4 separate regions of the Mus musculus genome follow, and all the other regions are linked to region 3. A link is a contact called in public promoter capture Hi-C data. All regions are on one chromosome and are shown on one strand. The core of a region is the stretch at or near the end of the contact, and the rest is flanking DNA. Distances in the headings are between cores, read along the strand shown.

Region 1 (7,283 bases), core at 4,759-7,258, 540 kb after region 3:
GAAGATCTTTAGGAACTCTTTAGTGGATGGAGCTTGCAGAGACTTCATGGATACACTATACACATAACCGTTTTCTGTAAGAAACTACAAACATCTTTATGAAGCATTGAAAGTTTTGGACTAGAGAAACATATTGGCTATAAAAACACTCAATTCAGACAATTTAAATTATTGAATACCTCATAGAGTTGTCGAATACACTGCTGAATGAATGCTTTGTCATTAAGTGGTCTTGGGTCCTTGATTTTTTCAGAACTGGAAAATATACCAAGTTGACTATTCCTGGATCCATGTCCGCTAGTCCTAGAAGCATATTTTTTAAAAGTATATATTATTTCAAGGCTATACATAACATACACATGAGGTCACAGGAGTTTGTTTCAGGCATAGAACGAGGTGGAAACAAAACGTGCTCTGGGACTGGGGACACAGCTCAGTGGTTTGTTCAGCACACACAGTCCTCCATGCCCAGTCCCCAGCACCACAAATGTCAAACCAAACTCATTTCTTTGTGCCACCACCGCTCATTATCCTTGAAGGTGCTTCCAGTGCACGGGTTTTCTGCGAAGTCTATTCAACGACCTAAGCACTCCCATGGCTATTGACCCATAGCCGCTCCCTTAATTCATCTCCCTTGCCACTATTCTAGTGAAAAAAACTGTCCAGGAGTACTAAGAGTTAACATGTGCAAAGGACTTAAAACATTTGGCCTTTTTGAAAACTCAGGAAATATTAGACTCTGTAAATAACTATCTCTATCCATCAATCCTTAGAACTACTCTGAAAAGAGATACTGCAATTATCTCCCTTTAAAAAAAGGTTGTGTTTAATCTGTGTGCAGTGTGTCTGCAAAAGTGTGTGCCACACGTGTGTGTGAGAGACAGAGAGAGATGGAGGACAGAGGACAACCTGTAGAAGGAGGGTCTCTTCTCCTACTGTCAGGAGCCATAACGGGACAAGCTAATAACTAGCAGGTGATCATCCTGAAGTGGCCTGCCTCGGATTATTATATAACCTGTGACAGGTGAGCCCTCACTAAGCAAGGCTGTGAGGGACTCATTTTAGGAAAGATTCCTGCTGTTAATAGGCTTTTCCTGTTATTATTAAACATATATAACAATCACTAAGTAGTACCACACCCCCTTTACCTTTAGAGGAGATCTGTGAAGATGTACTATCCTGTAGTGATGCTATAGAGACAAATAGATGACTTAAGTCTTAATGATGATCCTATAAGAATTCCTAAAATTATATCTGTGATTATTAAGCTCTTTTATAATGGGACTGCTATTAGGTCCTTTTCTGATAGTCAAAGCTGCAATGAGAACTCTGTCAGTCTTCCAAGCATCACCAGTTATTTGCTCTTAGATGGTAACCAGACTTTCTCCTACTCAGAGCACATTCCAAAAGGTTTTAAACAATCAACCAAAGGTCATTAAAAGGCAACTAACGATTTATTGTAGGTGCTAGGACAGAAGATAAAATACCGACTGGGTTTATCTATACAAAACTTCACTAATAGCTTAGTTATGGTTTTAAACCTTCAGTGAACCTGTGGAGCTCAGACAGATGATGGATGTTTAGCCAGATAGTTACTCCTAATGGATATGCATGCACACATTCGCCGTTGTAAACTTCTGTTTCAATTTATGATTTGATTTTTTGTGTGAACTTGTGATGAACTTTGTAACACGTGATCATGTATTCTGAAAGATGTCTAAGTACTGACGACAAAGAGCAGCACGAGAATCATCAATAGAACGAAGATCAATAGGAGACTTTGTGCCTTTCCCCACTTAGGATCTTTCGCTTTTCCCCTTAGATAGCTTTCATAGGAAACTTTTTACAACTTGGTAATAAACTCTATAATCACTTCTCTAAGCGTCTTCTCTTCCTGTGACTTCCAACTAGCAGGCTGAAAAGTTAGAGCCCAGCAGTTCCTGCTGAGAAAAAACAAGGGCAGCATTGCTTAATCCTCCACTGTTAGGCTAAAGGTGTTAATTGCCTAAGCCAGCAGTCTTTTACCCCCAGAAAGAGCAAGAAAGTTTTTAGGACTTTTTAGAAGTTATCATCAGCATTTCAGTATAATTACAGAGCTAGAAAGCCCTGAGACCCCCCGACTTTAAAGCCATCACCAGAGTCCTACTCTGTGAATCCACTGCTATCCTGGCCCAGGCTGGGAGGCATCCTACCTTGTGGGACTGGGAGTTGAAAGCAGATTCCTAGACTTGGAGTTGAGTAACTTTACCTGCTGAGCCATCTTGCTGGCCCAGAAAGGTTTTTAAAGATTAAAAGCACTTTATTTTTGTAACCATATGAGATTATAATGATTTAGAGTTGCGTTTACATGACATCTTCTGAGGTTAACTTCTAATATAATCAATTCTGGCAGACATAGACCATAAAACAAAAGCTCTCTGAAGTCACTATTAGCCTTCATAGTGTGAAAGAGTCGAAACTCAAATGTTGCAATAGAAGATGGCTCTTCTTTATCCATCGGATTCTGAGAACTCGGTACAGAACACAGTAGCCTTGACCATCACCTGATAATCACAGAATCTTCTCATCACTAGCATCATGTAAAGCAGGCATCACCTAGGATTTTAACCAACACAGGAAAACCGGATCATATGTCCTGCTTCAAAGCCCCTTACAACCCATCATTATTACTGAGCTCTAAGAGAATGAAGAAATAAGAATCTACTCATTAAATATAATTAAAAACCTCATTACCTTTTCCCAAATATTGAGACTTTTCTTTCCGATGTCGGTTTGTGTGTACTCAGCTTTCCAAAGGTTGATCTTTCTTTGCTTTAAAGAAACATTGAAAACAACTCTTTAAATCAAGTGTAAAAATACTAGTTTAAGTAATTTTTGAAATATGTTAGAGTTAATACCTCCTTCCCACTGTCCCACTACCCACAACAATTTTTGAAAAATCATAGAAGTTTTTGGTAGCTGTTAGGTAGATGAGCTGCAAGATAGTATAATTTTAAAATGTTAAAAATTTCTAATCTATGTGTTTTTTTATCTTAAAATTTATTTATGTGGTGCTGAAGAGACGGCTCAGCAGTTAAGAACACTAATTGCTCTTTCAGAGGTCCTGAGTACAATTCCCAGCAACCACATGGTGGCTCACAACCATCTGTAATGGGATAGGATTCCCTCTTGTGATGTGTCTGAGGACACTGACAGGGTACTCACATACATAAAATAAATTTATCTAAAAAAACAAACAAAAAAAAAACCCAAAAACCCTGATTAAAGTAGGTTTAAAAAAATATATGCTTTATGAATAAAAATAGAAGAAGTACTTAATTTTTGGGTGACAGCTTTGTTTGAATTTCTTTCTTTTAAAGTTTACTTTTTAAATTTTTGAGATAGGGTCTTAAGTCTGTATTCCAGGATGTCCTAGGACTCAGTATGTAGTTTGGGTTAGCCTCAGACTCAAAATTTTTCTTTCAGCATGGAACTAGGTATAGCCATTTAAGCCATTATTTTCTAAACTATAAGAAAAATGGCAATGGTAACATTTTAAGTACAATTCAATGCACAAATCTTTTTTGGTCTAAGAAATGTATCATGGTTAAAAAAAAAGTGCTTCAAGTATCCAGAAAGAAAATATGTAAATAGTTCACATTTCTAATAGTAGAGCCTCACCAGGCACCGGTAGTGGTACACACCTTTAATCCCAGCAGTTGGCGAGGCAGAGGCAGGCAAATTTCTGAGTTCGAGGCCAGCCTGCTCTACAAAGTGAATTCTAGGACAGCCAGAGAAACCCTGTCTCAAAAACAAACAAACAAACAAACACCCCAAACAAACAAAAAAAGTAGTGGAGCCTTATACTATATCAATACAAGTGTTTACGAATGGCTTTTTAAGTAGCTAGCTTATATGTAGACTTTATAGGATATAGGGTTAGAGAGAGCCTTCTGTTAACTGGAAGAGCAATCTCAGAGAGAAAAACTGATGTTTACCATAAGAAATTCGTTGGTTGGTTGTTCTGTGAACTATACAAGCTGGGGAACTTACTATATAGCCACACTGGCCTTAAATTCACATTGAGCCATCATCATCATCATCTTCTCTTTTTTTTTTCTTTAAAGCTTTATTTAGTATATGTAAGTACACTGTAGCTGTCTTCAGACACCCCAGGAGAGGGCATAAGATCTCATTACAGATGGCTGTGAGCCACCATGTGGTTGCTGGGATTTGAACTCAGGACCTTTGGAAGAGCAGTCAGTGTTCTTAACCGCTGAGCCATCTCTCCAGCCCTGAGCCATCTTCTTCTTAGAGCCTTTTGAATACTGGAATTGTAGGGGTGTGTGTGTGACCACACCGAGCTATGTAGCACGTTCCCTTGGACACCTGCCCCCAAACTTGAGGAAATTATGTTATAGCTTATCACCAAAACAAATAAATCTGCTTCCATTTTATTACTACCTTTAGTATTTGGAAACATCTTAATAAATAATGAGTAATACCATGGTGCCTACTTAAACGGCTAATAACAAAGGAATAAGAGGAAAGCAAGCATTGACAATTATTTTATAGCACGCCCAGTAAAGAATCTGACTATGGGAATTGGAGAGACAACGAGCTAAAACCTAGCATCGTGTCCACTTTTATATTTCATTGCCCCCCTCCCCCTAATCCAGTACTACTGGGAGGAGACAGGAGTCACCAAGACATCACTTACACTTTTGTACTAACCATTTCTGGCACTTTTTTTTTTTCTCTAGACAGTAAAGTAAGCAGCTGAGAAGCACAGGGGAGGCACTTACGTTTGAGGGGTATAAAGGCCTGGCTTATTGAGGTCCAGGGTCCTTAACTCCTGCATAGAGAGGCGGCCAGCACCACAGGTGGAAACTGAACTGCGCTTCATTCTCGAAACCTAATTCAGGATTTCAGCGTTAGGAAAATGTTCCAGACTCAAGCAATTCAACGAGCAACAATTATTATCTTTATCCTCTAGTAGGAAAGCAACTAAGTTTGTTTCTGTACAACAATCGTTTCCTTGTATGCTATATTTATTTGTCCATGTAAACCGAAGTTCTTACAAAGAACACCTACGCAACTTCAAGTAGAAAAAAACGAGGCAGAAAAAAGAGGGGAAGATGGAGCTGAAAGTTTTGGGAGAAAAGGAGAGGGGACGACTGAGGAGAAGGAAAGTAGAGCAGAAGCACCTGGCCTGGAGAAGTTCTAAGGGGTCTCTTATATGGGGAAGATGGTAGTGTAGTGATAGATCTGCCCAATGTAGGCGCACAGCATGTATTCATATTAATTAAGTTGTGTTTTCATTGCCTGGGCTTATTTGGGTTGGAGATTTACTGCAACACCTTTCAACAAAGATAAACAATCCGGTTTACAACACAGGCTGCTCCCGCTTTTAAAACAAGTATCAAAATAATGTCTACGTTGGAGTCTGTCTTCATCTCTGCAGCATCAGACACTATGCACTCGGCCCTAGCTTCCACAGAGGGTTAGACAGATCGCATTTTTATTGTTGTTGTTTTGTCTTGAGCTAGGGGTGGAGAGTCAGACCCTTTAGCAAGCTGGGCTGAGCGCTGAGCACTGAGCCACACCCCTCCTTGTTTTGGTGGCTTGCGTTCAACCTAGTTTTACTCTCATGATTTCACTGGTTTCCAGTCATGTCCATACCAGGCTTTTAAGTTGCAGCATCAGCACGGGTACACAACACACCAATCAGCTTTCCCCCTGTCAGTCCCCACCTGTTAGCATCGCCTTCTCCCGCTACAAACGTTGCAGAGCCGGGCAGATCCCACCCCAGCTCCCTCGCAACAGTCAGCTCCAGCGCCGCGGACCATTTTAACACAGAGCTGATCCCATCTCAGCAGTTACCTTTCGCTCAGCTTCTCAACGAGACCCGGCGCCCAGCTTTCCGTAAACCGCACGACTGCACACGAAAACAGCCGCCCAAACCAGAGCGTCCGCTTCCGTCAACCCAAGGCGGTTTGAATTTTAAAGTTTCCGCCCGCGCTGACGTCAGGACTGCGACGGCGAGTACGCATGCGCGCTCGCTCAGCGCCCGCCCTCGTCGCCGGAAGTGTCCGCATCGGGGGCCAAGCGAGCTCTGGGCTCTTCCCAGGTCGTCGTTAGCGTCGGTGACCCGAAGGGAGTCCCGCCCTGTCCGGGAAGCTGGCATCTAGGACGAGTAGGGCTGTCCGGGCGGAGCGGCCCGAGCCCTCCTGGAATCAAGTTCCGTACAGCAATATGGCTGCGTCCTGGAAGTAGAAAGCGCGGGTTTGTCTCCGATAGGATGGAGGCCAGGACCCAAGCCTATGAGGCGGCGTGAGGTTCCTGACGTTAGGAGAGGCTGTCGAGTGTGGCGGTGGACGAGCCTGAGGGATATTTAACATCAGGCTTCCTCAAGTGCTCTGGATTCCCGCCGCCCAGCCTCGGAACAACAAGCAGGCGTTACTAGTTCCCGGATGGTGGTGGCCTGTCCCTGGGCTAAAGTGTAGATTCCTGGCTCTCGGCATTATTGTGCCGTTAGCTAGTTTTGAGCTAAGCAGTCCTTTTTTGAGTTTGAGGTTCCCTAGCGGTCACAGTGACTCCTCACTTTACGTCTCTACTGGGAAACCAAAATCTCAGGTATCACGAAGATCTCCATCACCAAATAGTAGTCAGCAGATATATTAGCAGGCATTATATTTCAGACTCTGTAAGCGGCAGTTCATTTACTTCTTGAAACTAATGGCATTAGAACATAAAAATGATCGTTTTAGTCGGGCGTTGTGGTACACACCTTTAATTTCCACGCTCTGGAAGCGGGGGTGGGGTGGGGGTAGGTTGTGGGGGAATCTCTGACCATCCTGGTTTACCTAGTGAGATCCGGGACAGCTAGAGCAACATAGACACTATATCAAAACAAAACAACCAACAAACCCAAGCAAAACCACCCCAAACAAAACCCACACGTACAAACAACTCCAAAAACTAAAGAGATAATTTTGAGGCTCAGTGAATTCAATGACTTTAGTTTGTATGTGGGGCAGGGTCCACACCCGAGAGAGTCTTGAATTTGAGGCCAGTTTGATGGACCTGGCATACACCAGGGCAACCTAGTGACTCTCTGTCTTTAAGAAACAAACACTATTCTGCAGTCAGTTGCATAAGAAATTTGACTATAAATGCTATTAGACGAGCCTTTAATTTATTTTTTATTCGGTTTTCTCTTAAGGTTTCCACTACATTATAATAAAGCTATATCCAGAAATGCAAAACATATCTTAAGTGAAGATAAAAATGTTCTGTAAAAC
Region 2 (6,843 bases), core at 1,654-4,153, 560 kb after region 3:
AAGGCGTGCGCCACCACTGCCCGGCCAGATTTCTCTTTTAAAAAGAGTAGAACAGGTGAATATTTCAGTTTTTAAAACAGACAGCAAATTAGAGTCAAACTTGTCATGGCTGCTCTGCTATTCATGTCAGGAACCAGAGGACCAAGCACCTGCTCGAGAGCAGTACCACTGAGCCTACACTGGCTCTGACTTAATGCTTTTCATTGGCAGATGAGGAGCGAGGGCTGCAATGCCCACATACTGACTCTCTGCTTTAAAAATAAAACCAAGGCCACACCTAGCTTGAGACTGGCTTAATTGTTGCCCCTGCTCTGCCCTCCATGTGGGAGTTACCTACTGTGTCCATCCCAGTTCTCAAACTCATCCCCCCTGGGGTCCCAAGTCTCCCCTTTCAAGCAACCCACTCTAGAGGCAGTTCATCATTTGGGAAGGACACTCACAATGTAGCCTAGGTTGGCCTTTAACTTTAATCTTCTTACACTGGGTTCCAGGCATGCATCACCATACCAGACCCTAGATGTAAACCCTGAAAGAATTTTTAGTTTCAAGAACACATGAGGTTAAGGCTTTTCTACTCATATGATTCAAAAGACTCTTAATTATTTCAAAGGACCAGCTTACGTTTTTTTTCCTTTTCTTTAATTTTTTTAAAAAATACTATTTCTATGTATTTGGGTGTTTGTATGTATGTATGTATGTATGTATGTATGTTTGTTTGTATGTGTGTATGTATGTATGTGCACTGTTATGTGCCTGATGCCTGCAGAGGCCAAAAGAATCATTGGACCCTCTGGAGGGATGGTTGTAAGCCACCATGTCCTTTAGAAGAGCAACCTGTGCTCTAAACTGCTAAGCCACCCTCAGCCCTGGGCCTCACATTCTTTGAAGGAGTTTCTACGTCCTCTCACTTTTCCTATCATGCACCACCAACTTGTTGCAGGCTCGGGGTTTCCCACTGGCACTGGTTCTGAAGTGACTCCGAGACTTAATTATTTATGAATAAATGCCTAGGCCATAAGTTTTGGCTCATTTTCCAACTAACTTATAACTTATATAATCTGTTTGTTCTAGTTTGTGTCTGCCACATGGTTGGTTACCTCTCCTCAGTTTCATATGTCCGTCTCCTCTTAGTCCAGGTGGCCGACCTTAACTGCTCTTGGATCTTTCCCAGAATCCTTTCTTTCTCTGCCAGATGTCCTACCTTCTATTTCCTGCCTCAGCTAACAGGTGATGCTTCCACACAGTACATAAGAGATTCTCTCTACAAGTTGTCACATCCTTGGAAGTGCTAAAGCACTGTGTGCACAGTTCCCAGTTTACCAATATCTTGCTTCATCCTCAATACATGCTTGTGAAGATACAGCTAAGATGAGGGAGCAGGTCCTCGGGATAACTGGGGTGGCTGGAGACTAAGAACTGAATTCTAGCCCAGCGTGGTGGCGTACACCTTTAATCCCAGCACTCGGGAGGCAGAGGCAGGCAGATTTCTGAGTTCGAGGCCAGCCTGGTCTACAAAGTGAGTTCCAGGACAGCCAGGGCTATTCAGAGTAACCCTGTCTCAAAAAACAAACAAACAAACAAACAAAGAACTGAATTCTATTTGGGTTCCTTACTTAAGGTACTTTCTGTTGTGCCATTTGCTAATGGACCTGAGATGTTTACTCATTTTCATTTTTAAAAATTGAATGCTTATGAGTGTCTTGTTTGCATGTATGCATGTGTGCTACATGTGTGCCTTATGTCAGCAAAGGCCAGAAGATGATGTTGGATACCCTAGAACTGTAGTTACAGGTGGTTGTGAGCTGCCACATGTGTGCTAGGAATTTGAGCAGCAAGTACTTTTAACCATAGAGCTGTCTCTCTATCCCTGAACCTGAGATCTTAACAACAGTCGAATTAGCTCCTACTCAAAGGGCTCATTGTATGTATGTTTAGAATATTTTTTACATTATTATGGAAACATACCTTTTCAGTGTACTTCAGCATCACGTAGCATCAGTTTCCTTAAGTTCCTGACTCAGTGTTTCTTGTTAGAGATTTTATAGGTGAATTGATAGCCTGAGAGAGGTTGAAGATCTAATGGGCTGGTAACACTTTTGTCTAAGCCATTAACATTACCATGACCTTGGTTTTATCTACTCAGTCACATTTTAAGGAAGTTCTACAAAACACTGAGTACAGGTAGCTAAAAGGGGGAAGATTCCACAACCCAACTCATGTTGTCTGTTAATCTCTGGATGTATGGACCAACCCAAAATTCCACAGAGAGTCTTAATTACCAGTTCAGTTACTAGTCTACTTGAGTTTGATAACAAGTCAGAACTGTATGGTGCTCTCATACTATATATATAAAGCAGATTCTGAATTGGAGGGGTGGGACTGGCAAGCGTTGATTATGCACCAGCTATATCCCAGGAGTCTCAGGAAGGCACGGGCATGACAAAAGGAGCATTTAGGGCTGTGAATGGAAGAACGTTGCCCTTTGCTCACTAAAGGCCACTTTATTTCACACCTTTTGAGCTAGCATGCGTGGGCTCTTTCTCCTCTTACACACTTGTGCACAAGGGAAGAAGCACCCAGGTCCAAGGCGCGAGCAGAGAGGCAGGGAGGGGGAACGGCAAGCAGCCCTGGTCCTTCAGGGCAGCCCAGTCCCCTCGTCCTGTCCGGGGCTCCTCAACCGCTCCGCACAGCCAGCGTTCGAGGGAAAGCGCGACCGCATCAAGATACAGAGAGCTGGAGCGGAATAACGGCAGAAGGCGGAGGCGACCCGGTCAGCGAGGGGCGGGGCGGGGCGATAGCGCAGGCCCCGCCCTCGGCGGTTCCCGTGCTCTGATTGGCTCCCGCGGCCGCGCGCTCCCGGCCCTCCGCTTGAGGTTCTTAGGCGGGTTTTGCGGCCTGCGGCTAGCGACCCAGCACGCAACCGCCTGAGGTAGATCGCTGAGGCGGAGGCTGTGGGGCCGCTCGCTCTTCGCCGGCCTGCGCAGGTACCTTCACCTGCCCGCCCGCCCGCCGGGGCCTGATGGCGGGGTTCTGGGTGTCGCCTGTGCCCTCCCTCTCGCTCCCACAGTCCTGCGTGAGGAGGCGGGGACGCCTCAGCCCCACATCCCCGCGGCCTCGAGCAGCCCCGCCGGCCCCAAGGGCCGGGCATCCCGGAGGCGGGGACGGGAACTGGCGGTGCGGGGCGAGAGGAGGGAGACCGGGCAGTGCGGCTCCGGCGGGTGGCGCGGGGTTGGTGCGCGGTGGGGAGCGAGGCTCGGCCTCTTCACGGGGCTGAGGGATGAGTCCTGCCGCTGTGTCCCGTGTCCCACGCCCCCGGCCCGAGTCCTCCCGGGCTGGAGTTCTGAGCTGTCGCGTCTCATCGCGACACCTTTAGCCACTTTCTCCAAAAGTACGAAAGTTTTCCTGCCTACCTGCCCCCTGTCGTCAGCGATTGACTGTCAGATGCTCACACGGAGAAACTATTTCTAATATATATATATGTGTGTGTGTGTGTGTGTGTGTGTGTGTGTATGTATACGTGTGTATACACACACACACATATGTAATATATATAGTAACCACTAGCCATACACATACATATGATCCTGTCGCCAGAGTTTCTTCAGATGCTTACAGAATTCAGCTGTATGTACCAGACAAACAGAACCCCAGACCTCACACACCCGGACATCGTCTTTATGAATTTTGCTGTGATTTTTTTTTTCCCAATGTTGGGTCGAATGCATGCCACTGAGTTGAAGGATCTTTAACTTTTATGTTGTGAGACTTTTCCTTCAGAGGTCCAAATCGATCAATATCTGCTCACCCTAGACAGGGCATTCGTGACAGAGCAAAGTAGGGATTCCACCCAAGTCCGCTTTGGTGAAGCCCGGGTTTACAAGGGTATCTGTGGGAGAGGGCTTACTGACAGATAGAGCCTGTGTGGCTCAAGCTGCGTCCCTGAAAAGTCCACCCAGCTCAGGGGAAGCCCTGGGAAAGCTGCCGTCCTTACTGCTTTAGAACCTTGGACAGGGGCCTGTCGACTCTTGGGAGTTGTTTATTTTTCTGAGTCTTGTTTCGTTACTTCGTCTTAAGCAGCTTCCCTTTAGGACAGAATGTGTCTTGTTTGGAGACAATCAGCGAGCTTCTCTTATTTCCCCGTTCACTCTTTCTCTTGAGAAATGCCTCATCGTTTTTTCACTTGTTCTTTATTTCTTCCCTCTTGCATTAGAACTCTTACTCATTGATGCATCTAAACAAAGAGCTAAATTTAAAAAAAATACAGCAAAGTAGAATTTGACACAGGCTGCAGTTTTTCTTCGTAAGCTCTTAACTGCACAAACTTTGATTCAGTCTTTATGAACTTTAGTGAATCTCTATTTGGGAATTTCAGCCATTTCCTTTCCCTGTTTTCTCAAGTCTTAGATGAAATAATCTGATACATGAAGTTTGCATTTTCTTATTTTGTTTCAATATAAAAACATTGTTTAAAAGTCACTTACCATTGAGTAAAACTTAGCTCCTGGACAATGTAGCACAGTGTTCTGCATTCTGATATATCTGTCTTACCTCTGAATCTAGCCCTGCCCTGGTCCTTTTTGAGAAACTTAATGACTGTTTGGTTTTTTGTTGTTGGGTCGTCCCCCCCCCCCCAGAAGAAAGGCAGATGAAGGAATCAAAAGACAAATAATTGTAGAACTAATTATAATTTCCATCTATTTTGGTTGTTGGTTAGTTCTGTTTGTTTCGCTTTGAGTTGTCCATGCTGGTCTTTGAGATATATGTTGTCCACGCTGGTTTCAGACTGAAGATACAGCTGTGGCTACAGATGCTGTGACTAGCCTGGTCTCAGACTAAAGATACTTTCCTCCCTCTCCCTCTCCCTCTCCTCTCCCCTCCTCTCCTCTCCCCCTCCTCTCCCTCCTCCTCCTCTCCCCTCTCCCTCTCTCTCTCCCCTCCTCCTCTCCCCTCTCCTCTTCTCTCCCCTCTCCCCCTCCCCCTCTCTCTCCTCCCTCCTTCCTTCTCTCCTCCTCTCCCTCTCCATCCCTTCTTTCTTCCTTTCTACACCACACACACACACACACCCCTACCTCTTGCATTCCTGCTGCCTTCTAAGGCCAGGAAAGGGCATTGAATCCCCTGGAACTGGAGTTGGATGCTTATGAATCACTATGTGAGTGTTGAGATTCAAACCTGGGTTCTGTGGAAGAATGGTGAGTGTTCTTAACTATTGAGCCATCTTTCTAGGCTCTCTGCCTAATTCTTTATAATCTAACCCTACACTGGTTAATACAGTAACCACTAGCCATATGTGACCATTAAACACTTGAATTTGTCCCGGTACAACAGAAAAGTTTGATTTTTACTTAATTTAAATATAAAATGAAAGGAGTGTAAAATACTATCCTATATAATTTTTTTTTGTTATTGTTGGTTTTTTTTTCAAGACAGGGTTTTTCTGTATAGTAGCCCTGGCTGTCCTGGAACTCAGTTTGTAGACCAGGCTGGCCTTGAATTTACAGAGGACCGCCTGCCTCTGCTTCCCAAGTTATGGGATCAAAGGCATGTGCCATCACTGCCCAGCACTACTTCATTTTTATATGACTGTATTTCAAACTATTTACTAATCAGCATCAAAACTGAGACATGTATAAGGCATTAAAAATCTACCAGACTTAAATGATTTAGGATTTCATTAATGATTTCAAAATGATTTCATTAATTTTATATTGATTAGATGTTAAAATTATATGTTAGCTCTATTGTATTAGATATACAAAAATTAACTTCCTTTTTTTTTAGCGCTGAGGATTGAGCCCAACTCTTGTGTGTCCTAAACAAGTAGCTATAGTTCCAGCCCTCGTGGGTTTGTTTGTTTGGTTTTTTTTTTAGTACAGCTTAAAAAATATAAAATTATGGGGGGCTGGAGAGATGATTCAGTGGTGAAGAGCACTGTCTGCTTTTCCAAGGGATCCAGGTTCAGTTCTCAGCACCCACATTGTGCTCACAGCTGTCTGCTACTTCAGGTCCAGCACATCTGAAATTCTCAGACATGTGCAAGCAAAATACCAATGCACATAAAATAAAAACAAACACAAAATATAAAATATGGATATGACTCTCAGATTGAAGGTATCCAGCTAGTTTTTATATTAGGTATAGCCTCACCTCCAGCAGGAAAGCTTTTAAGAGTCAGGAGAGAAAATCTGTACATAACTCTCTGAATGCCAAGGGTAGTGTGGCTGCCTGGGTCACTGTGAGTCATAGATCAGAGGGTCTCATTAGGATCTTGGAGTTGTTCTCACTTTATTTATTCATTTTTCGATTCCTTATTATTATGAAACAATTCAACCAAAAGGTAATATTAATTGTAATAATATCCACTAGTCACCAACAAATCCCAAATAGTAATGAACACTCATATTGTTGAATAATGACAGATAACTTTCATTTCAGACTTACATAGCACTATATATTAATATATGCTTATAGTCAGCCATTCAGATAGGATGGTAACAACTTTAAAAATTAAATTACTTTAGAGCTGGGCATGGTACATAGCTTTAAACCCAGATTCAGGAGGCAGAAGCATGCAGATCTCTTGCGAGTTTGAGGCCAACCTAGTCTATCTAATTAGTTCCAGGCCAGCCAAGGGCTACATATTGGGACCCTGTCTCAACAACACCCGCCCCCCCCCACACATATGCACATCAATTTGTAAGAACCCTACAAAGCACATGTGCCATTTATTTGCTAAAACTTTTCAGAAAATACCAATAACTGCTTATTGAATATGGAGACTTTGTGACCCAGAAAAACTTACCAGGAAAGAAGGAAGACCACAAAAAAAGAACAAACAAGTTT
Region 3 (7,500 bases), core at 4,852-7,351:
TTCTGATCTCCACAGGTCCCAGGCATGCACAAAAACCTCATAAACATGAAATAATTAATTTTTAAAAAATCATCAATGCCCTAGGCAGTTCCAACGTAGAGCTAAGGTTGAAACCACTTAGCCCACACTGGCTGCACGCATGTCCAGTTTCCCCTGGCTTTTCAAAGTTAGTCACTCTGGGTAAATGGGAGGCCTGAATTCTAATTCCAGTTCTTTTGATTTTCGGCTACTTTAGCCACCTCAGTCTCTTCATCCATGTAAGAGGTGATTCACGGGCAAAGAAGCTGGCTCAGTTGCTGCTTAGCCTTTGGGCATGGGGACCTGAGCTGGAGTCGAGAGTCCATGTCTAGCTATAGATGCAGGCCAGCGGAGGCAATGTCTCAAAAAAGAAGGCGAACACACCTCAGGGAGGACACCGGGGACTGGTCTCCGGCCTCCACTTACATACATACTAAGTAAGAGGTAACTCATAGCCAATAACTGGCAGCTAGCAAATTATTTGCAGGCTGCAGGAAGGTTTGTGTAGTAGCCCCCGAGATGACCTTTAAAATATTTCTTCAAAAATTAGCTTGTCAAACTTATTTATTTAATGTATATGAGTACACTGTCTCTCTCTTCAGACAGATCGGTAGAGGGCATCAGATCCCCTTTACAAATGGTTGTGAGCCACCATGTGGTTGCTGGGAATTGAACTTGGAACCTCTGGAAGAACAGTCAGTGTTCTTAGCCACTGAGCCACCTCTCCAGCCTTGTCGACTTTTTTTTTTTTTTTTTTTTTTTAAAGATTTATTTATTTATTATATGTAAGTACACTGTAGCTGTCTTCAGACACTCAGAAGAAGGAGTCAGATCTCGTTACAGATGGTTGTGAGCCACCATGTGGTTGCTGGGATTTGAACTCCAGACCTTCGGAAGAGCAGTCGGGTGCTCTTACCCACTGAGCCATCTCACCAGCCCCCTTGTCGACTTTTTTAAGGTGACATTTTACTTAAAACCCCGAATTTCGGACACCTTGAACAAACAAGTACAGAAGGAATCGCCAGATGAGCACCCCCGATCCTTTAGGAGTGCTCCATGAGAAACCTGCCCCCTACACCCGCCTCTCCCAGCAACGTTTATGCTACCTGAATGGTTCCTGATGGCACTGAAAGTCCATCCCCCTCTTGCCAATGTGGTTGTCGGGCTCCAAGATGACCCTCAATGGCCGTCACTGTGCAGCCACCCAGAAGTAAGAGTGGGGATGGGACATTGTAAGCAGTGCATTGTGCAATGGTGTCAGTTGACTGTTGCCACAGACATTGCATCCCCGGCTTGCTCTGCTGTGAGTCAATCTGCCGATGCTAGCACCAGATAGCAGAGAGAACGGAGGCCTCCTGCAAAAGCCAGTGGCAACAGGCTACCTGTGTGAGTCAGCCACACTGGACATGATCCCTCTGGAAGAAGACAACCGTGCGAGACTAAACTGCTTGGGGATTCCTGCCTTTTAAAGACTGGAATTTATTAGCCAGGTGTGGTGGCACACACCTCTCTGATCCTTGCACTCTGGAGGCAGAGGCAGGAAGAGCTCTTTAAGTTCAAGGCCAGCCTGGAATGCAGAGTTAACTTCCTGGACAGCCAGGGCTATAAAGACCCTGTCTCCAAACCAAACCACCAACAACGACAAACCCCCGGGTATTGCCTTATAGGTGTTGATAGCAAAGTTAAGAGCCCTTGTTCTGTGAATTCTTTCTGAGTGACAGGAGGAAACATCTTTGTTTCAGGCTTAGCGCCACAGAGTTCAAAGGGACCACAAGTCAGGTGCCTGGGGAATTTTCTATTTCTGGTAAAACAACAAAAAAATAAGTGACCGTAATAGAACTCCACCCCTGTTCGGTAAGCTCTCTCAGAGGAGTACCACCATTCCATCTCACATTCCTTTACCGCTCTGCAGGTTTTTCTTGCTTTCTAATGACTGCTTCCTTCAAAGTTCTACCCTTGGACTTGCTTAATTGCTGGTTGAAAAACCTGTATCTGGTGTGGGTCTCTCCAGGTCGAGGCAAGAGGATTGCCGCAAGTTCGAGGCTAAGTACACAGTTAAGTCCCAGGCCAGCCTGGTTACAGAGTGAGGTTTTGTCTCAAAAAAACAAACAAACAAAAAACAAAACTGAACCAAAAAGCACAAGCCATAAAAATCTAAAAACAAAACTCACTGCTGATCGTTAGTAGATAAGGAGAAAAGGGCGGGACTGGTTCCGTGGGCAAAGGAGTCTTAAAGCAATCAAAGTTTAGTGGCCAGAGACAGCTAGTCAAGAATGTTCACTGATTTTGCAGAGGACCAAGATGGCTGCTCAGGGTAGGTGGGGAAATATCATAACCACCTGTAACTCCACTCCTTGGGATTTCATACCTCTCTCTCACACACACCCCACCCCATACACAGATAATTAAAAAGAAAATCTTTACAGAAAGATTCTCCTTTTAGCCCAGCTACACTACAGTGGCAGCTGAGACACGGGTGTGTGTGTGTGTGTGTGCAGTGAGGGAGTTTTGATGTGTGCGCAGATTCACAGGAGGAGCCATCGAAGGCAGGAAGCACGGACTGGCTCCAGGACCCAAACTAAGGGTTTTTTTAAATTCAATTTTGTCTTTTCCGGTGTCTGTCAGAATCTAGAAGTTTCACACAGGTTCTCCTGTAATCACCGTGGACAAGATGACTCACTGGACTGGGTGCGAGGCCAGTTTGAAAGCAGCAATCAGAAAGGGAATTACGAACATAATCAAATTGAAATGAGTCACAAAACTAACCTCATATGCTTAATGACATATAATTGGTTTTATGTTACGTACATAGTTTTTTGGGTTTTTTTGTTTTTTTTGTTTTTTTACGGTTCCACAATTATCTCTCTTTTAAAGAGCTAAACACAATTTTTATGACTTTCCTTCACATTGGTGAATACATGTGTTTTCACACTCACCACAGAGACTGTCCTCTCTTCTCCCTCACAGGTGTTCTGGTGTCTCTGCCACTTAACTCCCTACCTCAGGTCATCACTTGTGTCACCGTGTACGCCCATGTAACAACCAACTAAGTGCTAACATCATTCTAGAAAGTCCCGGAAGTCAGCTGTGTACCTCAGCCTCCTTGGCAAAGCCTGCTTGAATTTCTTTTCCTTCCTTTTTTTTTGAGACCAAGTCGTACTACAGAGCCCCGGCTGACTTCAAACTCAGGAACCTCCTGCCTCAGCTTCCAAAGTGCTAGGATTACAAGCATTCATTCAACGACCTCTCTTGTCTGAGTTCCTTTTAAGTCAAAGGACGACTGTATGCTGGACATGATCCCTTTAGATGAAGACAACCATGCAAGACTAAACTGCATGGGGATTTCTGGATTTTAAAGACTGGAATTTATTGGCTAGGTGTGGTGGCACACACCTCTGATCCTTGCACTCTGGCTTGCCTGACTTTTTTAAATGTAATTTTTCTTTGAGACTGACCCAAGGGTCTTTCTGCCTCTTTTTTAAAAAAAAAAAAAGTTTTTGAGTGTGTGGGGATCAAGCCCAGGCCCTCAAACACGTTAGTCAGTGCTGTACACCTGGCTCTTTATCCTCTTCTACTAATGAGTATGATTATACTGCCGTATAATTTACAAATACCCTTTAACAGCCTTTTGCCCTTCTACTTGGATGAGAGTCTAGGAAAACTGCTTGCACATGGCAGGTGCCCTGGCAAGCAGCAACATATATATAATTATCCCATCGCAAACAATACTGCATACGCAAATGTTCATGGTAAGGTGCTGGATTTGAGCACCCCTAAAATAAGGCTTTCCCCCCAACCCCCACCCCCCGAATCTACACATGAATCTGCTCACACCCAACCACCTCACAAAGCCCACCAGTTGGTTGGTTACCCCTGGCTCAGTACCTGGGAGGAACATTTATTAACGCAGGAGCAGGCTGCAGGTGGACCAGGCACGGCGGTAAGCATGCCACACATATTAATAATTAATCCCCACAACAGCTTATAACATGAGCGCTGTTGCTATGCCAACCTTCCTAGATAAAAACTAGGAAGGGGCAGAAGCAACACCTAAGGAATCCAGCCTCGGGACATGTCCCTCCAGCCCTGTGCCTTTCGTATCAGCAGCTGCAAGGGCCGACCATGAAAACTTCAGCCACTGGCAAGGCTGCTGTGTTCCTGGAGCTGATGTGAAGTACGATGCCTGCCATGCTGAGGACACAGAACCAACCAAGAGGCGTCTTTAAGGTCTGTCTGGCCTCGCTTTCTCTTCCAAAGTCCAAGGACCTGACCATGGGGAGCACGCCTGTAAAGAATGTAATAGGCTACGGCTACATCCCTCTAATGCCTGGAAACAAGTCCAGAGGTGACACCACACCCAGAGCCCAAAGGGACTGTCCTGGATATCGTGTTTTTCAAGCCACTTTATTCCTCTGAACATCATGTAGTCTTTTTTTGGTTTGTTTGTTTGGTTTTTTCGAGACAGGGTTTCTCTATAGCCCTGGCTGTCCTGGAACTCACTTGTAGACCAAGCTGGCCTCGAACTCAGAAATCCGCCTGCCTCTGCCTCCCAAGTGCTGGGATTAAAGGTGTGCGCCACCACCGCCCGGCGGTAGCAAGCTTTGAGGCTCATTTGTTTACCTGTCCTCCTCCTTTGCACATAGTGAGTTCTGATACCCTTTTCTCCTGTGCTTGTGCCAGGTAAGGGGAACTTCAGAGGGAGGAAGGGAAACCTGCTTCGCCCGCCATGTTAAACTTGTCACAGAAGAATCAAAGACGCTGGTAACCGGGGCAGATGAAAGCCATCCCTACACAACTGTATCATTCAACCTTGGGGGAATGGGGATATCGGTCCCATCCCTGGCTTTCCTAACTTTGGCCAACCATTATCACCCAGGGATCTGTCCTTCATAAGCTGCAGCTCAGTGAACAGGTGCCTTTGTGTGTGTGTGTGTGTGTGTGTGTGTGTGTGTGTGAGAGAGAGAGAGACAGAGAGAGACAGAGAGAGAAACAGAGACAGAGAGACAGAGTGAGGAGCAAGTGGATAGAAAAACCCTGGTGGCATCATATGAATTCCTGAAGTGATGTTCCCAGGCAAATGACATCACCTCACTTAAGGGTTTATTGAAGGAGAAAATGCTGTGATATTTCTCTAACACACAGGACTACAGCCAAGCCATCTCTAGAACAAAAGCTGTCAACCCGATTCCCTAAACATCCTTTGTCGTGTTACTTCCTTGTCGTGGGTGACTCCCCAAATCCTCTTACGTAATTTTTCATTTCTCATCGAGTTTTCAGTACACCTCTAAAGAAAGAGGCCTACCTTGGCTAACTAACTACGTTATTTTATTGTATAGGGTCTCGCCTGGGGTCGTGTGTATCCAAGAGCCCTACCCTAACTACCTTCCTCTTTCCCAGCTAGTACTCAGTTATTGTTCTTCTCCCTTCCGGCTGACCACCCGCGCTTCTTGTGCACATAATACGATGCTCATCTTTTGAGCTTTTTGCTCGGTACCTCCTAGCAGAGATCCACCAGTTCATCTTGGATCCCTGGCTCAATATGTTCTCCATTCTTTCCAGCTTTCTTCGAATTGTCCTCTAACAATGAGCTAAATCTTTGCAAGACCTAAGACCCAGTAAGGATTTATGCAAATCAGCCCATTTTAGCATTTGCTAACCAGGAACTCTAGTACCAGTTCCTGGTTTCCTCTGGCAGGAACCATACACCAGCGGGCTTCTCCTCCCCCAACGCGTCTAGAACAGATGCACGCAGTTGCGCTAACACACAGCTTGGACCTGCAGCCTGCAGCCTGCAGCCGCGGCAGGTGCGGGCAGCCGGGCACCAGGTGTCAGTCATCGGATGTCGCAGGCCCAGTGCACACGGTCCCGGGGCCTCGTTCGGCCAGGGTTCGCCAGCACAGGAACCGCGTAGGGCCTCGAACCGAGCCACCTCCGCTCCACCAGCCGATGGTCCAGCCGCCCGCAGGCTCCAGGCGCGGTTGCGCAGCACTAGGGACAGATGCGGCCCGGGAGATGCCCCGCGGGGTCGAGAGCCACTCACCTGACCTGATGCTGCACACCCGAGAGGATCCGACCGGCGACTGCGACCAGCGGAGGTTGGGGCGGGACAGTGGCGGCGCCGCACTTCCGGCCCGGGGGCGGGGCGGAAGGAGCACCGGCGAGCCCGGCGCGACCAACCGTGGCAGGGGGTTGCTGCAAGCGTTTCGAAGACCCGGAGGACCCAGGCAGCCAGCGGCGGAAACTAGCCTGGCTGCACGACCCGACGAACTCAGCCCCTGTAGCCGCGAGTACATATTCCCCAGCTCACTGGCACGGCATCCTCCTGCCGCAGCCGCGCCGGCTTGCTGGTCTCCCCGGCTCCCAGCGCAAGTCCCGCGCCCCTTCCGCATTCCCGAGCCGAGGGCGGAGCGCCAGCGCTGGAATTTGACCCGGGTGGGCTGGGAGCCGCCCTGGTTTGGGGGTCCCCTGGCGCCTGCAGCGGGCAGCCCGAAGTTGCCTGATTTAGCAGAGGGCAGTTGGCCTGGTTAAACTGAGTTTTAGATAAACAATGCTCAAGAGAAGGAATGTAATCCGGAAGAGGGCGGCGGCTGAGCACTCTCCAGTGGGCTCCAGAAACGTTCTCGCTTATTTGAAATTGCACTCCAGCCAGTGGCCTTTACTTTCTCCCCGCCGGGAGGTCATATTCTAGAAGTCTGATCAGAAATTCCGTGTCAGACGGTGGTGGCGACACCTTTGATTCCAGCACTTAGAAGGCTGGGGCAGCATCTCTGTGAGCTGAAGGCCAGCCTGGTCTACAGAGCTTAGTTCCAGGACAGCCACGCTACACGTAGAAAACCACCTCCCTTCCTACCCCACTTCCAAAAGAAATTCCTCCAAGGCAGGAACACTATGGTCTCCAGCACTGAGTATCCGTGTACTTCACAGCAGTCCAGACAATACAAATACAACTTAGGGGCCAGCAAGATGGCTCAGCAGGTAAAAGTGCCTGTTAGCACGCATGACTGAGTTATTTTCTCAGGGCCCACAGAGAACAACCAATTCCTGTAATTTGTTCCTTGAGCCCCGTATGCAGGTACCAGGGAATGTGCAGCCTCCTCCCCAAACTAGTAGATAAAATGTAAAATAAGATAATAATCCTAATAAATTGAGGGTGGCTTTAAATATGCGCTTGAAAAAATCAGGGTCTGGGATTGCGTAGGTCAGAGGTGGAGAATAGGCGCCAGGTGGTACTGATGCTGTATCTTTGATCCTATTTGTCCTCAAAAATCATTGCTTAAATAATTATGTTTCTTATAAAGTTATGGCACTTTCAGGGTTTGTTACATAAGTCTACCACCACTTCCTAGATCCTCACCCTAGGCAATGTAAAATCAGTTAATGAGCAGGATGTGGTGGGCACAGGCCTTTAACCCTGGCATTCCAACGGGTAAACTTAACACAGCAAAAGTCCCTCTCAAAAACCCAGAGTGCGCACAGGGAGGT
Region 4 (7,803 bases), core at 4,852-7,351, 610 kb after region 3:
CATTCATGGGTGCTTCTGTCACCTGACTCAGTAGCTCTAGGACCCAACTCTAAGCATATTAAAATAAAAGGATTCTTTGCAGCCCTGGAGAAAAGGACAAACACAGTGAAGACTGCCTGCCCATACAAAAGAAGGAAGATCCTTGTTTGCTTTTTTTTTTTCCTCCTAATTTAAATTTTTTACTGTTGAGCATGGTGGCACACGCTTTTAATACAAGCACTTGTGAGGCAGAGGCAAGGAGATCTCCAAAGTGTAGATTTCTGGTTTCTTTGGAGACTCAGTTGTGTTATGTGATGTTTTTCTGGAAGCTGCCTGGACAAAGGACAGGTGATGTTTGCTGGAGCAGATGCTTGAGAGAGCATGAGATGTTGGAAAGGGCATAAATGTAACCCGACAGACAGTGGATGATGCTGTGTGGTATTGGTACATGTGCCTTACCGTTCTTTGCTGGTTGTTGGGTTTTGTCTTCACTGTCATTGTTTGTTGTGAATTCATAGAGAGAAATGCCCCAAAGAACCTCTAGTGGTGTTCAAATGGCTTCTTGCCACTTCCAAGGACTTGGACCAATCAGCAGAGCCTTGTGGTTTCTTCTGGTTCAAACTGCTGTTGTTTGCGAGTGGGTAGAGCTACATTAGGGATCTGTGTGAGTGAGATGAACTGCTAATGTCCTGACAAGCAGATTGGATTCTCTCCAAAGAACTATTTCTACACAGGTCCACATCCTCCTTTGCCCTATATTTTTTTAATATTATTTATTTTGTAATTCAGACACACGCACCAGAAGAGTGCATCAGATCCCATTACAGATGGTTGTGAGCCCCCATGTGGTTGCTGGAAATTGAACTCAGGACCTCTGGAAGAGCAGCCAGTGCTCTTAACCACGGAGCCATCTCTCCAGCCCCTCCTTTGCCCTATTAACCTTTCATTTCCACTACCTCTGATGGATGGTGGGCTGGAAGGGAGGTCAAACATTTAAGTACCCTTATTAAAAGCAGGTTTTAAAAAAGTCAAAGTCTACAGATCTCTGGGAGTTTGAGGTCAGCCTGCTCTACATAGTGAGTTCCAGGACACACAGAGCTACCTAGTAAAACCCTGTCTCAAAAAAAAATTTTTTTTTTGTTGAAGGAAGTATACATGTGCCACTGCATGTTTATGGAGGTCAGAAGACAACTTAAAAGGAGTTCTCCTAATGTATGGGCTTTTGGGACTGAAAGTCAGCCTTGGTGGCAACAGCCTGCTGGCCTTAATCTTTTTTTTTCCCTTCATACTCAGTAACATAGAAACCATTTAAAATAACTTAGTGTAGCAAATGTTTGAGACTTTATATCTTCTTTGCTTTTGAAATATCACTATAAATAAAATTCACATGGTCTGGCCACTCGGGTTTAACTTAAGCTCCATGAATTATGCTAGTGTTCGTATTCTTCTTAACCCTATCGCGATGGTCTTTCATATCTCAAAACGTAGGACTTGCCCTTGTGATCGGACTTCAGCAAAAAATAATTGATATTCTAGAGCATTAGTTTACAAACTGCCAAGAATTTATTTTGCAAAGGTATTAAATGTCCCCAGAAAAAAAGTCAAATATCCATGGTTACAAAAATCTCTTCCCAATCCCCTAACCCCAAATTTTCCTCTTTGGAGGCAGCCATAGTATTTGGCCCTTGCCCTTCCTGTGACAGCTTTATTTATACAAATCTGCGAGTAACTCTGTGTCCTGAATCCACAGTACAACTAAATCACACCATCTTTTACTTTTCTCGTTGACGCTGTCATCTCAGCAATATGCAAACACTGTATTCTTTTCAACTACTGCATTCCATGATTTATTTAGGTAAATGATAAACATTTACCTGTTTCTAGTCTTACCTTCATACAAATACTTCAGGGAACATTCTTTTGCCTAATGTGTCATGGCCATCAGATACAAATTAAGCTCAGAGGGTACGTAAAGTTTTATATTTAAAAAAAATATGTATAGTTTACACTAGAGTGCCTGTTTCTCCATTCCCATCCCAACAGTTATCTAATATTTTATGTGTGAATCTAAAATGTGAAGTTTGTCATTGTTCTTTTCTTTTCTTATTGTGTAGCCCGGGCTATTCGAGAACTCATTAAGTAACCCAGGTTAACCCAGAACTCATGACTCTCCAATGCTGAGAGTATAGGTATGTGCTTCCATACCTGGTCTAGCATTGCATAATTTTCATTTACATCTATGGCTAAGGTTGAGGCTTCCTTGGGTGTCTATGTTTATGGAGAGTATATATGTGTGGGAGAAGGTCAGGGGTTGGTACTGGATGTCTTCCTCTCCTGCTTTCCCTATTTTTCCAGACAGGGTCACATCACTGACCCTGGAGTTCACTGATTCTGCTAGACTGGCTGGCCAGTGATCTCTGGAGACCCACCTGCCCCAAGTCGTCCTTTACTCCAAATCTTACTGCTTTGGATAAAAATTAGCTCATTCTACCAGAGCCTGAGTCTGCTTCCAAAACAGTGTCCCCTGGTTGATGTCGTTAGTATCACTTATATCCTATGATGGAAATACAGTGTGGATGACTCATAAATACATGCTGAGCACTCGTTCTTGCCTTACACTACTGTCAGAGGGTCAAAAACAGGAATGGAAAGTGAATTAGATTCTGGCCCTGCCCAAGAATTTATATTTTGCTTGATAAAGTGAAAATTCAGAGATCAATTAGCAAACCCAGCAGCACTACAGAACCAATGAGAAATTACAGATGAGGGCCATAAGGGCTCAGAGGCAGCAGAGCAGCTAGTGTCTTCGAACTATCAGGAGAACTGAAGAAAACTCTCAGAGTAGGGATGGTTTTAAACACAGCACAGGAAGGATGTGCACTGCTCCCTTCGGAGGGGAGACAGACTTAAAAGCCAGCCTGAGGCATTTGCACTTGGCCTGGTAAGCAGTTAGGGCACATTCCTGAGGCTACAGAAAGGGTATTTTATGAAGATTAATATGGCAAGGAAATAGATGAGAGACTAAAAATCAGTTATCAAGTTATTAGACACCCTTTGCTAGAAATAATGAAAAAAATCCAATGTAAGCAGAAGAGGAACTTGACCAAGAAATTGGCTGTCCCTCCCTTGTTGAGATGGGGGTCTCAATGTTCCCCAGGCTAGTCTCAAACTGACTATGTAGCCAAGAAACTGAACTCATCTTCCTGCCCCCACTTCCACATGCTGGGATTACAAGTATGAACCACTGCATACCAACCCAACAAAGAAAACTCTGTTTGGGTAAGAACTGTGTACTGGAAAGAAGGAAGGGAAGGAGAGGGGAGGGGAGGGGAGGGAAAGAGAAAAGAAGGGAAGGGAAGAAGGGAAGGAAGGAAGGGAAGAAGGGAAGAGAAGGAGGGAAGGAGGGAAGGGAAGGGAAGGAAAAGAAGAAAGGAGGGGAGGAAGAAGAAGAGGAAGGAAGAGGAGAGGAGGGGAGGAGGAGAGGAGAGGAGGGGAGGGGAGGGGAAGGGAGGGGAGGGGAGGAGACGAGGAGAGGAGAGGAGAGGAGAGGAGAGGAGAGGAGAGGAGAGGAGGAGAGGAAAGAGAAGAGAAGAGAAGAGAAGAGAAGAGAAGAGAAGAGAAGAGAAGAGAAGAGAAGAGAAGAGAAGAGGAGAAGAGAGAAGAGATGGGCTGGAGATATGGTCAGTGATTAAGAGCACTGGCTGCTCTGATCTTCAGAGGCCCTGAATTTGATTCACAACAACCACACTGTGGCTTACAACCATCTGTACTGGGATTTGATGTCCTCTTCTGATGTGCAGACATACATACAAGCACTTATACATAAAATATATAAGGAAACAAACTTTTATTTGCCAGAGTGTGATGTCACATGCCTTTAATCCCAGGAGGCAGAGGCAGATGGATCTAATAATTCGAGGCCAGCCTGGTCTACAGAGCAAGTTCCAGGACAGCCAGGTCTACACAGAGAAACCCTATCCAAAAGAAGAAGAAGAAAAAGAAGAAGGAGGAGGAGGAGGAAGAGGAGGGGAAGGAGGAAGAAGAGGAAGAGGAGGAGGAAGAGAGGAGGAAAGGAAACTATTAACTTTTAATTTAGAACTATAATATTAGGGAGTTTAGAACCTTGCTATGTAGACTAGGCTAACCCAAAATCACAATGCATTTCCCGCCTCTGCCTGCTATGTGCTTAAGGCATTCACCACAATAGCCTGCTAGTTGTCTAAAAGCTAAAGAGCCTAGACACTAGTTTCACTAGTGGTGAAACATCTGCATGGCTTTGCTGCCTTTTGTGGGGCTGGGGTAGAGTGTAATGGAACTCCATCCTTTAGGCAGATAGGACCTCTGTAATCTTGAAATCAGAGTAGCTGTGATTATTCAACTGAGACCCCCAAAAATCCCATGGATGGCCTATTCACCTTCCCTCCTTGAAGTGGGGCAGGGGGTGTGTGTTTTAGCCACCAACTCCTGCTCACCCACCCAAACCAGCCAACTTCCCCGCCTCCCCATGGCAGTTTCACATGGTCTTAGGGTGGCACAGCTTACAAGAGGTAGGTTTACTGGGTTTGGGACTCCAGGGCTGTGACTTTAGGAAGGAGTCATCCATGGTTGGATGGGGCTTTTCCAGACTCCTTGGCATGTCTACACAGCAGTACTGAACTCAATAATCACACTGGCTTTAACCCCAATAACCAAACAAACTGGACTTGGATGGAATGGTCTGTTGGTGTCCTAACTGAGGTGAATAGCCATTTATGTGCCGCTCCCTGAGGAAAGGAATGCAGGGCTTTTGGTGCAGTCTAGGCAAGCCTTCTACTACTAAGTTACATCCCTAACCCTAATACAAATATGTATGCGATAATGGATTTCCAGTAACATTCCTTATTAAGTATCATTATTAAAATACTGCCACAGGGCCTGCGAGATGGCTCAGCCAGTAGACACGAAGGCAAGCCTGGTAACCCGAATTTATTCCAGGATCCCAGGTGGCAGAAGAGACTCTGGGAGAGTTACCCTCTGACCTCCACACTGTTTGCAAGTTCTCATTCAGGGCCCACTCCCCAAATATTAAAAACAAAAAAATATGGTATTATTACAATGGTACTACAAAATGTACCCCCAAACAGTTCAACATCCTAAGATCAATACCCATACGCTTCAGAGCTGTGGGGAACAAACAGGTACGTCTCTGTTTAGCGAGTCCATACCATTCTGCTAGTAAACTGGCATAATCTTCATTTTAGATAAGGGAGTGGCAAATATCAAATGTAAATTCTGTTTCCTTCTAAAATTATCAGTACCTGAACATGTTTAAAAATCCAACATGCTGAAAAACTCCAAAGGTCGGTGATGAGAACATTCATCGGACTGTGGTAGTGCGCCGTCCGTCCTCGCCCTTCCTGGAACCCACACACACCTAATTCCCATGACAATACTTTTGGGATAGGTTCCGGCGTTCCCTCTTCCATCAATATACAGAGTCCTCCAAAGGTGGCCTCCGCAGAGAACTCTTACCGGGAAAACATGTCAGGATCTGGCCAGGATACTTGTCCTCGATCTCCCTGAACGCAATCGCTCCCCAGTTACTATTAAAGTGTCCGACGTTGCAGAGTAGGACTAATTTCTTTAATTGTGATTCTCTCTTTCCCGCCAGAGCTTTAATAAGCATCCCCGACTGAAAAGAGTCCTCTGGAAAGGGACCAGGAGGAGGCAGCGCGAAGCTCTCCGGGCTCGGTAGCCACTCGTGTCCAGCACGCGATCCTCGGAGTCATATCCTGTAGGGTCTCAGTGGCCCTGCTCTCCGCTCTGGTCCTCCGGATCTCGAGGGGGTAACTCCTCCCTCGAAGTTCCCAGCCCGAGCCTTTCCACATACTAGAGACAACCGGGTCCCGACGATCCGGACGCGGGCAGCACGGGAAGGGAACGACCGGTGCACGCGCTCTCCAACTCGCGTGTCCCCAGGCAAGGACCCGCAACCCCGGGAAATGAGCTCGCTCACGAGGCACCGACCCAAAGTCAAGCAGGAATGAATCGGCTCTGAGCTCTGATCGCCTCTCGGGCGCCTCAACCTCACAAGGAAGAACCACGTCGTCCTTAGAGAGCCTGACGTCCGGAGCAGGTGCTGTCGCACACGTGTGACGTAGCCACCGCCGTGCCCTTTGCCCGGTTTTGGGGTAGTGCAGGCTGTGGGCTCCCCCGCGTCGCCGACAGAGTGCGTCACCGCCTTGGCGTCCAGCACATGCGGTGGCCCGAGCTTAGGGCTCGTTGGCCTCCGGGCTAAAATCCTGGCTTTCCGCGAGTGGCAAAAGCACAGAGTTTACTTACTGCTCACCAATCTCCGCTAGCCGCCCAGGGACAGGAAGACCCGGGAAGACTAGACGTGGAACCTGGACAGTCTTAACCAGGTTTAAGTCACTAGTGGTGGTGGACAGGACCGTCACCCATCATCCCCAAGAGTCCAAAGTCATCTAGCCCAGAAAAATCGTTGGTCAGGCGTCATAGGACGCACTGCTTGCTGACCCGCACACCTTGCTCATAACTGGGAGGTCTATTTCGAATGGCTAGGGACTCTCTGGTCAGCCTCAGCCCGAGGTCTAGAGTGTTCACAAAGGTAGAGTAAGGTGGCAGTAGCCACCGGGGGTATAGCTCAGTGGTAGAGCATTTGACTGCAGATCAAGAGGTCCCTGGTTCAAATCCAGGTGCCCCCTTCCTATAATTTTGGTGGCACATTCCAGCACTTGGGAGGCAGAACCAACCTAATTTACATAGTGGGTTACAGGATAGCCAGAGACTATCCGATGGCTAAGCTACAAAATAAACAGGAAAAAAAAAAAAAAAAAAATCAACACAACTGTTTTAACCACCCCGCCTACCCAAATAAACACTTCTTTTCCTGTGCGCCACCACTGCCCAGCAATAAACACTTCCTAAAATTGAAGTTAGCCGGGTGTGGTGGCGCATGCCTTTAATCCCAGCACTCGGGAGGCAGAGGCAGGCGAATTTCTGAATTCGAAGCCAGCCTGGTCTACAGAGTGAGCTTCAGGTAGCCAGGGCTACACAGAGAAACCCTGTCTCAAAAAACAAATAAAATTTGTACAACAGCACATCTGTCTCAAAAAACCAAAAACAAACAAACAAAAAAACTGAAGTTACCTTTTGCACTCAAAGTTAAATATCATTAGCCTGCCTATAAGTTTATTGAGAATCAGACAGTACCATGCACATATATTGAAAATTTGCAATTCAGTTAGAAATCAGTATTTATGACCTACTATACAAAGAAGATTAAACGACGTCAGCAAGTCCCCTGACAAGGTAGCTGAGAAATGGGATGGTGGGATTTCTAACTAGGTTGACCACGTTCAGCAGCTCTTGTTGATGGTACCATACACCTTTCTAAAGACTAAGGAATGGTGGGGTGATAGCTGGGTGTGTAAAAAGTGCTTGCTTTGCAAGAACTGGGATCTGAGTTTGATTTCCAGAACTCATGTTTAAAAGGGGGACAGCAAGATGGCTCAGCAGATAAAGGTACGTGCCAAAGAGATTGATGACTAGATATCTATGGTAGGATTCCAGTGGAAAAGCAGACTTTCCTCTGATACCCACACATATTTTGTTGCATTCATTTCCCTCCCTCCACTATTTCTTTTAAGTCAGGGCATGATGGCGCATATTTACATACACAACTCTGATCCCAGGGAAGCAGAAACAGGCAGATCTCCCAGCACAGCCTCCATTTCAGGAGACTTTCTATTTTCCATTACTAACACTGTGGCGGGATTGTTTGGCCACAGTGTCTGTCTCCTAGGCTTCATTATGCTTTGGGGT

Evidence for each region. Promoter capture Hi-C pulls out the DNA fragments that hold promoters and counts their contacts. Capture Hi-C pulls out chosen DNA fragments and counts their contacts.
Region 1: a promoter capture Hi-C map of pre-B cells shows a contact between it and region 3. The contact joins the promoter of Ndc80 here to the promoter of Myl12b in region 3. A contact is called at or near these places in 6 of 39 promoter capture datasets (the C10 cell line, the HPC-7 cell line, HPC-7-derived erythroid cells and 2 more), 3 of 484 Hi-C or Micro-C datasets (group 2 innate lymphoid cells, muscle stem cells and myocytes), 6 of 115 datasets of contacts at active chromatin or transcription factors (acute myeloid leukemia, bone marrow-derived macrophages, effector CD8 T cells and 3 more) and 1 of 9 other capture datasets (adipose tissue).
Region 2: a contact with region 3 is called in a promoter capture Hi-C map of liver, with 2.8 times the contacts expected there. The contact joins the promoter of Spdya here to the promoter of Myl12b in region 3. A contact is called at or near these places in 4 of 39 promoter capture datasets (the HPC-7 cell line, cranial neural crest, liver and 1 more) and 2 of 115 datasets of contacts at active chromatin or transcription factors (memory CD8 T cells and pancreatic cancer cells).
Region 4: a contact with region 3 is called in a promoter capture Hi-C map of liver, with 2.7 times the contacts expected there. The contact joins the promoter of Trmt61b here to the promoter of Myl12b in region 3. A contact is called at or near these places in 7 of 39 promoter capture datasets (the HPC-7 cell line, HPC-7-derived erythroid cells, embryonic stem cells and 4 more), 1 of 484 Hi-C or Micro-C datasets (the G1E-ER4 cell line), 3 of 115 datasets of contacts at active chromatin or transcription factors (bone marrow-derived macrophages, effector CD8 T cells and pancreatic cancer cells) and 2 of 9 other capture datasets (adipose tissue and liver).

The regions. Positions count from the first base shown.
Region 1 is chr17:71,520,849-71,528,131 of GRCm38.p6, forward strand. It overlaps Ndc80 (NDC80 kinetochore complex component), which reads right to left and starts at 6,009. Exons shown (of 17, transcript NM_023294.2): 1 at 5,863-6,009; 2 at 4,785-4,894; 3 at 2,734-2,811; 4 at 180-303; 5 at 1-84. The coding sequence starts at 4,885. It also overlaps a transcript of Spdya not described here.
Region 2 is chr17:71,549,158-71,556,000 of GRCm38.p6, forward strand. It overlaps Spdya (speedy/RINGO cell cycle regulator family, member A), which reads left to right and starts at 2,904. Exons shown (of 7, transcript NM_029254.1): 1 at 2,904-2,984.
Region 3 is chr17:70,984,415-70,991,914 of GRCm38.p6, forward strand. It overlaps Myl12b (myosin, light chain 12B, regulatory), which reads right to left and starts at 6,102. Exons shown (of 4, transcript NM_023402.2): 1 at 6,059-6,102.
Region 4 is chr17:71,592,660-71,600,462 of GRCm38.p6, forward strand. Trmt61b (tRNA methyltransferase 61B) reads right to left here and starts at 6,102. Exons shown (of 6, transcript NR_027952.1): 1 at 5,277-6,102. n-TCgca52 (a tRNA gene) reads left to right here and starts at 6,612; the gene lies at 6,612-6,683.